4 separate regions of the Mus musculus genome follow, and all the other regions are linked to region 2. Evidence: chromatin contacts called from public HiCAR-type, HiChIP or PLAC-seq and promoter capture Hi-C data. All regions are on one chromosome and are shown on one strand. The core of a region is the stretch at or near the end of the contact, and the rest is flanking DNA. Distances in the headings are between cores, read along the strand shown. Region 1 holds the start of Amer3 (APC membrane recruitment 3). Region 2 holds the start of Uggt1 (UDP-glucose glycoprotein glucosyltransferase 1). Region 3 holds the start of Arhgef4 (Rho guanine nucleotide exchange factor (GEF) 4). Region 4 holds the start of Ptpn18 (protein tyrosine phosphatase, non-receptor type 18).

Region 1 (2,700 bases), core at 67-2,566, 1.7 Mb before region 2:
GTGTGTTCGAGTGTGTGTTTGTGTGTGTGTGTGTGGTGGTGGGGAGTGTTGGGCAAAAAGAAGATCAGATGATCCTTGGTCAATTAGACCTACCAGACCTACTAAATGATGAGCTTCCCGTCCAGGGTTCAGCAAAAGACTCTCTCCAGAGACATTAACAAAGTAAAACCGTTGAGGCAGACACTCAACCTTTGGCCTCCACAGGCCTATGCCACGCATGCGCATGTGCACACATCCACACAGGGCACACACACACACACACCACACTTAGTGGGAGGTTTGTGTAGAAAGAAGATTCAACCGTGTAGCTCCCCTAGAAATGGGTCATCTCCCTGGCTGGCAGAGAGAAGTTTCAACTGGTTAAGGCTTGCCAAAGCACTGCAGATCAAAAGGTTGGAAAAACCTTGAGTGCGGGACTTTTTAGATGTAGGACAGAGAGGGAGCCTTCTGGCTCAAAGAAGTGCGTGGTCTTTGTCAGTCACCACCCCTCTTATTCCCTGGTTCTCAGCCTAATCCTAACTGGCTCCTTTGCAACTGCTCTTCAGCCTGCTCACACTTGTGACTAGCCCCTTGTTGAGATCAGCCTTTCCCAAACAGAAGCAGTTAGGCTTCCCATCCTTGGCTCCACCCCGGCAGGAGACAAGACCGCCTAAACGCTAGCGGAGTTTCTTTACCCTTTATCCCCACCTGCCAGCTCAGCCCTGGACACTGGACCAGCCTGGGGGGCCCTCGTCCTCAGTTCTGCGGGAGGGGTTCCCCAAATCGTTTCTGTTTGATCTTCAAGACTGCGGCAGGGGGATAGCATCAGCAGACCACACAGTAAGTGCGTGGAAAGGAAATGTCTCTTTTAATTTATGATTTTCTTCCTCCCCACATTGACTTGCTCATTCTTCCAAGCCTTAGAATCCTGAATCTTCAGTAAGACTGCTAGAGAGGCTGTGTGTGACATCGTCTTTTGGAAAGAGCTGGAGTCAGCGGGTCCTGGACCTGCGGGATTCAGGAGGGCGGGGGACCCACACCTGTAGTCTCCGGGTATACGGGGACCCCCGGACTGAGGACCAAAGGGGTTTAGGGATGCAAAACCCACAGCATTATGGGAGCAGCTAGGTGGGCAGAGGGAGAGAGCTAGAACAAAGCCAGCAATTCTGTGTGGCGGCGGCGCAGTGGCGGCTAAGTCTCCTCGCTCCTCCGCTACTCGCCAGCGTCCTCCGGTCACCGCCCTCCCAAGCGCGGCGGAGCCGAGGCTGGTGGTGCGCGCGGGTGCCCGGAGGCCCGCCCCCAACGGCGGCGCGGAACCTGGAGCTGGCCGTGGTGCTGACGCGAGGCTCGGGCGCGCACTCGTTCCTGGCTCGGGCACGGCCGCGCCCTGCGACACTCCCCAGCCCCGGCGGTAAGTGGCTGAGGCCCCGAGAGGCTGCGTTGGTCCCTGCCTCGCTGGTCCTCATCGGGAGCTAGGGGGGACCGGGAAATGTTTGAATGCATTCTCTGTGATGGGTGGGAGAGTGAAGGGGCCCTAGATGGGCACTGCCTCCACTCCGCGGCGCCCAGAGAGGATGCGCGGGGCCTGGAGCTGAGCTCAGTGACTGGGTTAGGTTTAGGTTAGGGAATGCGAAAAACCCTGTCACCGCGACGAGGGGTCTGGGGAAGAACAAGTAAGATTATAGTGGTCCATCTGTCCATTTGGCAGAGCTCTCTAGGAGGACGTGGGCCAGGACCCTCACCCATAGGGCCCATTGTCTCCCCAGTGTGGGAGTGGGTGGTTCTCGCTGCAGATTCTATTTCTGCTTTATTACCATCCCCACCCCCATCCCAGAACACGAGAGCTTTTCCATGTCACTTGGGCCTTCACCACACCAGCAACAAGGCACTCTGCCACAGAGACAAACTACTGCCCCCTAGCCTTTGCTACCTCCTCCCCAACACCAATGAAGTCGCTGGGCAAGGTACCTCATCTAGGGCTGCTCTTCTTTAAATATGACACCTCTTCATACTTAACAGCCCGCTGTGACCTGCTAGGGTTTGGGGGAGGGGAGGGGCGAGCATTTCAAATGCTAAAACTACAGGCCATGTGGTCACTTGTTTTTCTTCTTAATTTTGCTCTATAAGATTTTTTTCCATACTAAAAGAAAAGAAGGTACAGAATTACATTCGGGGGGGGGGAGGGGTTAGAAAATCCGAGATAACTGATCAAAAAATTGTCACTATATGGAAAAAATAGAGAGGTCGCTTCGTGAAGTGTTAATTTTGTAGTAAACTCCTGTCCTGGTGTGCTGAGAGTCAGAAGCAGACACGAACATCTCCATGATCGCCTTTCTGCTGATCTCTGATGTAGTTTCAGATTCACATTCCTTTCCCCCCATTCTCTCTTGTCCCAAGTTTCCACTTTCACCTGTAGCTCCTCACACTCCGTCCAGGGTCCTTGGGTCAGCTATGGCCTCCTGACTGATCTCCTGGCCTGTTCCCATTGCTCTTTCAGTCACCGCTGCATCCATGTTTATATGTCTCTTTTCCTTGGGGCCTTTTGCAGGGTGTGTCCACTGTCTAGAATGCACTTTCTGTGTCTCCTTGGTCTTCTGCTGTCTTTTAGGTTTTCACATCCTTGAAAGAGAATGGATTAAATAAGTGTCCTGCATGGGTTCTGAGCTCATGGAATGCAAAGGTTCATATTAGAGGTGAGAGGCTGCTTAGTGTAGTTGGGGG
Region 2 (2,700 bases), core at 124-2,623:
TACATAACAAATTCATATTCTCTCTCCCACCTCTTGATATAGACAAACAGTCAGACAGAGAGACAGACATTTAATTTGTGTCTCTATATCTAGATCCTCTCTCCCTTTCTCTTCCTCCCTCAAGAAAGCAAAAAAGAAAGTTTTAGCAAGATGGCTCTGTGGGTAAAGGCTCTTGCCATGCAAGCCTGGTGACCTGAGATTGAGCCCTAAAAAGAAAGCCACACAGAGGTGGATGGAGAAAGCTAACTCCACTAAGTTGTCCTGTATACACACAACAAAATCTAAGTAAACAAAATAAAATTTTTTATTTAAGAAAGAAAAGTTTCAGCTAAGTTTACCAAAAACAAGTCAAGTGGAAAGGCTACAATCTGCTCCAGTTTTGTAGTGTTAACTAGCTTTGTAAAATGTCTCCAAGCAGATCTGGTGGTGGCCGGGATTCCAAGGGTAGCCTATGATCCTGAGACCCTACCTCCAAAGGGGTAGGACAAGCAAACAGACATGACTATGTCTTCATGCGTTTGGCAGTGTACAAGGTATTACTAGGAAATAAAGAACTTTATACTACAATAAGCTTGCACGGGCACAGATGTTTCCAAGGCACTGCAAGGGCAAGATCATAGGTCTCAGAACAAACAAAACACTCTCTCCATTTCAAACCTGGCAACAAATGCAGAACAAGAGAGCTTTCAGCCCAGCAGCAAGAAGAGCTCACGATCACAATGTTTTGGAGATGCACAGATCACAAGCTAAAAGTGAAGTGAACCGTCCAATTTCACGCCAAGAGATCTTATCACCCACAGATGCATCACCTGAACTCAGAAACCTATAAAAACGCCAACTCGTTTCTCCAGAATCATGCAAAATGCTGATTCTCAACCTACTTAGGGTCAGACTTGGTCTAAAGTCCTGGGGGCGCTTCCTCCTCCTACACTTCAAACAGGGTCAGGACTGCTGGAGTGAGCCCGCCGCCACTCTGTCCCCAGAAGACCGCTGGGGACGACTTGAGGCGCTCGTGGAGAGAACACTGGAGGGAAAACCGAGTCAGAGTACAAGAGGAAGCCCAAGGTGACTCGGACTCACGGTCGCCTCCCGCGCTGGCCCCTCTCCTGTTCCCGAGGCCTCCCCACGCCACCCAAGGTACCTGTCACCCGCCGCGCAGCCGCGGCATCCGCAGTGTTCGCATCCCCCCGGCTGCACATGCCCGGGCCGCGCTTCGTCCACTCCGGTGTCTGCAACGACGCCTGGGCAGGGCGGAGCAGCGGCGATCGCCGGGGAGGCTGCGCCAGTGAGAAGCCGACACGCGCCTTTCCCGCCGCTCCTCACAAGCCGGTTTCTCAAAGCAATAACCCAGTTGCCAGCTGCCCCTGCACTTCCGCTTCCTAGAGGCGAAGGCAGGACGACTTCCGGCTATCGAGTGCGGCGGGGGTTTGCCAGAGAGTCCCGCAGCGGCCATGAAACCGGCATAAGACCCGCCCCTTCTCTCGGCCCCTCCCCTCTCCTGGTTGAGCCAGCTCGCCTCCTGAATTTAAGATCCTAGAAGACCCAGTTCAAGCAGGTGAGCTTCAAGGCGCAGTCCAACCGCCCCGGCAGATAGTTATTTCAACCTTTTTCTCCCTATTTTTATTATTTATTCCTCTCAAGTTAAATAAACGTACACAAACTCAAGACACAAAAAGCAGAAGAAGCTCATGCTGGGCGTGGTGGCACACACCTTTAATCCCAGCACTCGGGAGGCAGAGGCAAACGGATTTGTGAGTTCGAGGGCAGCCAGGGCTATACAGAGAAACCCTGTCTCGAGAAAAAAAAAAAAAAAAAAAAAGGCAGAAGAATCTCTGTGAGTTCAAGGCCCTATCTCAAAAGGAAGAAAAAGTTATAAATTTGTTTTAGAGTATGTGATGTTGGTTAATGCAGAGATCCATAACTAGTCAAACTGACTGAGACTAAATGATCTCAGCTCTGACTGAAACACCTATATCACCACCTCCAAGACCCAAGCAGCATCAGGGGAAAAGAAAGCAAAAAAGACAAAGGTTCTTGCTGCTAAGCTGGAAACCTAAGCTCAATTCCCAGAATACACCGCAAACGCCAGGCACGGGCTGCGGAGATGACTCAGTAGACAAAGTATTTGCTGCCCAGATGTGAAGACTACAGTTCAGATCTCCAGGACCCCTGTAGAAATTGTAGTAATAGCTACCTGTAATCCCAGTTCTCAGGAGGCAGAGACAATTCCTCTGGCAAAGTGGCTAGCCACACTAGCCAGAATTCTTGAGCTCAAGAATTCTACCTCAATAAATACCGAGTGACTGGGGAAAATACGAAGTGTCAATTGAGCTTGTGTGCAGGCACACACATATATTCATACATACACACACACACAGGCATACATACGTGCATGCACACACACACATACACACACACACACATAACATACTAGCCAAGTAAACACTGGAGGTAGAGACAGGCAGAACTTTGGGTCTTACTGGCCAGCAAGCTACCAGCCAAATGGGTGTGGTTCAGACTAGTGAGAGACACTCTCAGAAAACCAAACTGGACATTGTCCTGAGAAATGACAGCTGAGACTAATCTTTAGCTTGCACACCCATGCACACACATGTGTACCAAATTGGAGACACTGACTTGCACACATGTGTGCCAACCTGGAGACACTCACACAGAGAAGAAAGAGAGAGAACGCAAGCA
Region 3 (2,726 bases), core at 74-2,573, 1.6 Mb before region 2:
GTAATATGCTAATGATCACTGGGGTAGGACTTCAGTGAGGGATGCAGGCTTGGGCTGTGAGGGATGCAGTGAGGGATGCCCAGAGCCAGTGTGGACAGATGCTCAACCTTCATGGGATGCTTGATCCCATCAAATGCAGTACAATGCTCACAAACTCTTGCCTCTGTACTTCTGCAGAAATTTAGAATACTCTATTTCTGTTTTACAACTATTTTTTTAAAAAAAATGGTGTGTGTGTGTGTGTGTGTGTGTGTAGGTTTGAGTGTGTTAAAGCTGCGTTTATATAAAGATGACTATAACTCAGGTTGGCCTCACTGGAACTGTTATTAACATTTTCTTTTTGTGTTATGAAATTATAACTAGGGGCCAGGGAGATGGCTCGGTTGTTAAGAGAACTTGATGTACAAGTGAGAGGATTTGAGTTTGGATCCCAGCCCCCACATAAAAATCGGGGTGTGGCCACGCCTGCCCATAACTCCTTTCCTGAGTCAGAGGAACCTGGCAGAGATAGGATGGAGAGCTGGGCTTGACAGCCAGCCAGTCAGCCATTCCAGCAGAAAAACCAGCCCCATACGCAGTGAGAGATTGTCTCCAAGGGGAAAGTCGGGAAGCAAAAGCCAAGTCCCGGAACATCCTCCTGTGGTGTGCATATGCTTGTGCACAAACACACAAATGAACCTAAAAAACTGATGACTCGTCAAAAACGGGACTCTAGAGCCCCTGTGTCCTGGTCACCTGCTTCTGTCTCACCACGCTGCGCCAGCTTCCAGGACTCTCCTCACCTTTCCTCCAGTCACATCTATCAGAGAACAACTGGAAAGGCGGGGAAAGGGGAGCAAGAAGTGGGCTCTGGGTCAAGACTTAGTTAGGTACAGGGGTTTGAGTCCACAATTGCCCAGTTCTAGCTTTGTGAGTACAGACTGCGCGCAGCTTCTGTTTCCTCAACTACTAAAGTATTGCGTTAACGTCTTGAAGGTTCTCAACGCTTGACTAAGCTGTGAGGTGGAAAGGGAGGTGGCTGCTTCCAATAGGACCACGGTCAGGCACTAGTCATAGGACTGTGTGCCAGACAGACCTAGGGGATCAAAGGGTGGAGGTAAGCGTGCCAGTGAGCCGCAGATAGACCGCTGTGGATCCACTTGCCCTTTTCTTACTTAGACTACGCTCAGATTCCTAGTGGGCAGGCGGGACCAGTGTTTGGACAAGTCCCTGCGGACTCGCACGTGCCCGGCGTGGCCCGGTTGCGGAGGCGGGGCTCCTCGGCGGTCCAGGGCAGACCATGGGGCGGGGCGCGGGGTGGCGTCCGGAGCTCGGCTCGCCAGCGCAGTCAGGAGCAGCGGGTGGCCGTAGTGCCCGGGCAGCACCATGCTCGGTGTGGTGCACTTCCTTCGCAGCTTCTTTAAGGTGAGAGACGTGGTCCCGGGGATTCAAAACCGGGTTTGCTTGCAGAGTTTTGCTGGGGTTGCTGAAGGGGCAGCCGCGCACGCCGCTGCGCCCTGGGCTGTTTGTGGGTGCCTAAGAGGTACCCAAGAACGATCCGCGCGGCAGTCGCAGCTTCTCGATGGATGTGCTGGATCTGGAGGTGGTGGCCTGCCCGAGTGTGGCCTTGGGGACTGCGGGGACGGGGGGAGAAAGAGGCGCACAGGGGATTATAGGCTCCGGGGAGGGGGAAAGTGGACTTGACCGAGGCTGGAGAGACTGGTGAGAGCCCGGGCACTCCTGGGTTTCTCCCAGTCTTGGCTGGGTAGCTGGGCAGCTGGAGCTACCCAGGAAGTGGTTGCTATTGTAGTTACCTGGATATATCAGAGGGAGAATCTCGGTTGGGGCACCTTCGTGAACAAGTGCCTAAGACTCCGTACCGGAATCGGAACTTAGTAGAAGAGCTGAGTCCTTGACTGGGGTCGGTCGATCGTGGAGACCCCACTATACTGGGATGCTACCACGTCTCTTAACCACACAGGGATCTTGGGGTGGGCAGCCGGCTGCAGGGTACTGGCAGAGGGGTAGCTGGTTGCAGGTTGCCAAGTCCCACCTCTCCAAGTGAGCAGTGTGGGAGGTGGGAATGTGACCTGACTTTAGGACCAAGGCTTCAAGAATCCGGAAGTGTCAGCTGGAGGCCAGCAGGAGGAAGCGCAGGGAAAGGCTGGCAGGTGATGGCTGCGGGTGAGGCAGAGTCTTCTGGTCCTGAGAGCTCTGAGCCGGGGGTGGGGGTGGGGTGGGGGTGGGGGTGAGCAGGTGACCCAGACCCATACGGGATAGAAGGAACTCTGCCTGACCTCAGCCTTTGCCTCTGCCATTTGGAAGGCCTGCCTACCTGTAACCACCTTAGTGGTTACAATACAACCATAGAGGAAGAGAATGAGGGATGGGGAGAGGGGACTTTCTGGGGCTCCGCATCGAGGTGGGGGAAGGGCGAGCATGCCTGGCTCGCTGTTTTGTGCTGTTCAGACTCTTGGAATGATGACCCTGCCACAGAATCCCAAGCTATACGGTGGATCTTGGAATAATCATTTAAGCACTTTGGGGTTTGTTTTCCTGTTTGGAAAAGTGTGGTTAATTCGTTTTGTTCCTTTCGGGTGAGGGTCTTAAGGCAACAGGTGGGTGGAGTTTTTGTGAGCTGGGGACCTTGGTTCTTCCTCAGTTATGACTGTAGGTAACAGTAAGCAACGGGTGACTTAGGTCACAAGTCAGCTAGACAGAATCTCCAGGTCTTGCTTGCCTTAGCT
Region 4 (2,700 bases), core at 172-2,671, 1.8 Mb before region 2:
TTCCTTCATTTAAACACTGTGATGACCAAGTTGACAGCCTTTTACCAATGATCCCACTCATCTTCCAGTGACTTAAAGCACTTCTTTTTTTGGTTTTTCGAGACAGGATTTCTCTGTATAGCCCTGGGTGTCCTGGAACTCACTCTGTGGACCAGGCTGCCCTCGAACTCAGAAATCCACCTGCTTCTGCCTCCCAAGTGCTGGGGTTAAAGGCGTGTGCCACCACCGCTCCGCTCAGCATGCTTAAAGCACTTTCAATTCGCCTTAGCCCTACTTTTGCACACGACCCCAAACGGATCTCCTCAGAGCCCTCCCTCAACAGAGAGTTGGCAATGCTTGAAATTCTTTGGTTCCCTTGCAGGTGGTGCTACTCCATCTGCTGAAGCCTGTTTTGGAAAGAACCCCCTTTTATTTTCTTTTGTGTGTAGGGAGATACACCCTCACTATAGAGCCTGTGTAGTTGTCCAAGGACAACACTCTGGAGTCGATTTTCTCCTTCCACCATGTGGGTCCTAGGTATCAAATCCAGGTTGTCATGTTTATTTAGTGGCAAGGCATTTACCTACTGAACCATTCCACCATCATTAAAACATTTTCCTTTCTCTCTCTCTCTCTCTCTCTCTCTCTCTCCCTTCCTTCCTTCCTTCCTTTCTTCCATTTTTTTTTTTAACTTTGAGACAGGATTTCATCACAAGCTAACTTTGAATTCACAATGTAAGCTAGGGTGACCTTGACTTTCTGATTTTCTTGCCTCCACCTTGTGAATGCTGGGACAGGCACTCTACCAATTCAGCTACAAACCTTAGCACGGCTCTTCTCCAGTCTTTAGTCTCCAGGACCCCAGGAGCTTCAGCATAAGATCTTCTTCAAACTCCTGAAGGGGGACGGAGTGAGTGTTGAGACCACTTTTCCTCCCAATGCCTCTCTAGTCTCTTCCTCCCTGAGGGGTATGGGTTAAGATCCACAAGTTAGGACTGAATCCTGGTGTCCCCGCTTTTCCAGCAGGTTCCAAAAGTGAAATCACACCCCCTACCCTCAGAAATAGGCCTTTTCCCAGAGCAAAGTGCAGGGAATATATTTATTCGAAGTCCCCGACCTCTCTCATATTCCGCTGTCGCACGACTGTGAACCTCAGCGCTCGCAGGACTCCGGAGCAACCTTGGGAACCCGGCCTGCGAGATTGAGAGCGCAGCCATCCCCCTGGAAAGGCCAATGGGACTGAGCGTTCCGTGCGGACTCCACCAGCTTCACGGCAGCCGAAGCACCCGAGGCGCCAGTGGGGAATTGCGGGACCCGCAGCTACTTGGACGGCCAGTTCGGCTGCGGTGGCAGCCAGCACCTATGGGCGGGACGAACGGAGTGAACTCCTAGTGCCATTGGCCGAGGAGCCTGCCAATTACCGGTCTTCATTGGCTGCTGGAATGGAGGCCCCACCTCGCAGTGGCTAAATTCTCGGAGTCGGATCACTCCTTGTGGGAGACCTCAGAGCGGGTCGCAGCATGAGTCGCCATACGGACTTGGTGAGGAGCTTCTTGGAGCAGCTGGAGGCCCGGGACTACCGGGAGGGGGCAATCCTCGCTCGTGAGTTCAGCGTGAGTGACACTCCAGCCATCAAGCTTCGCAGCCAGGCGCTCCCCACGGCTGTCCACCTGTGCAATATGAAAGCTCTGCCTTTTCCTCTCAGCTCCCGGGGCGTCTCCTCCCTCCTGCTCTCGGCTTTCCTCTTCCCGCACTTCTCTCACCCTGACTCTCCCAGCCTTCCGCACTTTGCCCACAGGTGCCCAGAGGGTGAAGACGGCTACTGTTTAGGAGGAGCCAGACACACTCAGGTGTCGGTGTCGAGCTCCCGGTGCAATCTTCTCCCTAGCGGGGCCGTGGCTTCCGCCGTGGAGGGAGGCAACACACCTGCGCTGGACTCGAGTCCCCAACCCGGGCCACTCCTGGGTCACCTTGTAATCCCAGGGAGGAAGTGGTTTGGGGCAGCAGAAAGAGGAACGAGGAAACTTGTAGCCTAGCCTAGGTTTCGCGTTACCAGTCTATCCTAGGGCTTTTCAGAACTGTGGCCCTGGGAGCTCTGACTTCATTTTCACCTGTTTTGAATTGTGAATGATAAAAGACAAGCCGGTTTGAAAATTAGGTGGTTTGGGTAGATGCACCTAGCACGCGTTGGGTATTCACTGGCTATATTAACTGTATGCACCTGCCTTTAACATGGTTTACAAAGGTTGTAAACGTTACCTCGGGCCAATCAAGCTTGTGAGAGCTACTGCCACTCAACAGCCATGGCACACAACATGTAATGACGTATTTTAAATAGAGTGACATGATCCAAATACGTAATACACTATCTCAAACTTAGAAATGTAAATGACAATGATATAAAAATAAGTGTGACATTAAATGATCACTTACAGCCTGGCATGGTGGCACATGCCTGTAATTCTAGCAGTTGGTAGCCTAAAACCGGGGGATAACCATGAGTTCAAGGCCAGCCTGAATTACATAATTTTGTGACCACTCTGGAATACTCTGGAGATTGTTTCAAAGAATGAAAAAGATAGTTTACACAGGCCAATATGTAAACCAGTAACAGTGAAACTCTGGTGGTGGTGCATGCCTTTAATCCTAGCACTTGGAGGCAGGGAAAGGAAGGTTACTGTAAGTCTGAGGTCAGTCTGGTCTACACAGTGAACTCCAGGA

What was found. Promoter capture Hi-C pulls out the DNA fragments that hold promoters and counts their contacts. HiCAR-type assays count read pairs that join an accessible place to other places. HiChIP or PLAC-seq counts read pairs in DNA pulled down with a chosen protein or histone mark.
Region 1: a contact with region 2 is called in an H3K4me3 HiChIP or PLAC-seq map of embryonic forebrain, with 5 times the contacts expected there. The contact joins the promoter of Amer3 here to the promoter of Uggt1 in region 2. A contact is called at or near these places in 2 of 39 promoter capture datasets (the 3T3-L1 cell line and hippocampal neurons) and 1 of 115 datasets of contacts at active chromatin or transcription factors (embryonic forebrain).
Region 3: a promoter capture Hi-C map of hippocampal neurons shows a contact between it and region 2, with 4 times the contacts expected there. The contact joins the promoter of Arhgef4 here to the promoter of Uggt1 in region 2. A contact is called at or near these places in 3 of 39 promoter capture datasets (the 3T3-L1 cell line, cranial neural crest and hippocampal neurons) and 2 of 115 datasets of contacts at active chromatin or transcription factors (astrocytes and stem cell-derived neural progenitor cells).
Region 4: a contact with region 2 is called in a HiCAR-type map of astrocytes, with 2.8 times the contacts expected there. The contact joins the promoter of Ptpn18 here to the promoter of Uggt1 in region 2. A contact is called at or near these places in 3 of 39 promoter capture datasets (embryonic stem cells, hippocampal neurons and pre-B cells), 2 of 115 datasets of contacts at active chromatin or transcription factors (astrocytes and neural tube) and 1 of 9 other capture datasets (embryonic stem cells).

The regions. Positions count from the first base shown.
Region 1 is chr1:34,578,377-34,581,076 of GRCm38.p6, forward strand. Amer3 (APC membrane recruitment 3) reads left to right here and starts at 1,317. Exons shown (of 2, transcript NM_213727.2): 1 at 1,317-1,390.
Region 2 is chr1:36,242,929-36,245,628 of GRCm38.p6, forward strand. Uggt1 (UDP-glucose glycoprotein glucosyltransferase 1) reads right to left here and starts at 1,374. Exons shown (of 41, transcript NM_198899.2): 1 at 1,142-1,374. The coding sequence starts at 1,199. Gm39625 (a long non-coding RNA gene) reads left to right here and starts at 1,381. Exons shown (of 2, transcript XR_865343.3): 1 at 1,381-1,555.
Region 3 is chr1:34,676,859-34,679,584 of GRCm38.p6, forward strand. Arhgef4 (Rho guanine nucleotide exchange factor (GEF) 4) reads left to right here and starts at 1,324. Exons shown (of 14, transcript NM_001368773.1): 1 at 1,324-1,404. The coding sequence starts at 1,366.
Region 4 is chr1:34,458,325-34,461,024 of GRCm38.p6, forward strand. Ptpn18 (protein tyrosine phosphatase, non-receptor type 18) reads left to right here and starts at 1,422. Exons shown (of 15, transcript NM_011206.2): 1 at 1,422-1,592. The coding sequence starts at 1,500. It overlaps Gm32504 (a long non-coding RNA gene), which reads right to left. Exons shown (of 4, transcript XR_373299.3): 1 at 1,435-2,700; 2 at 1,097-1,339; 3 at 1-940.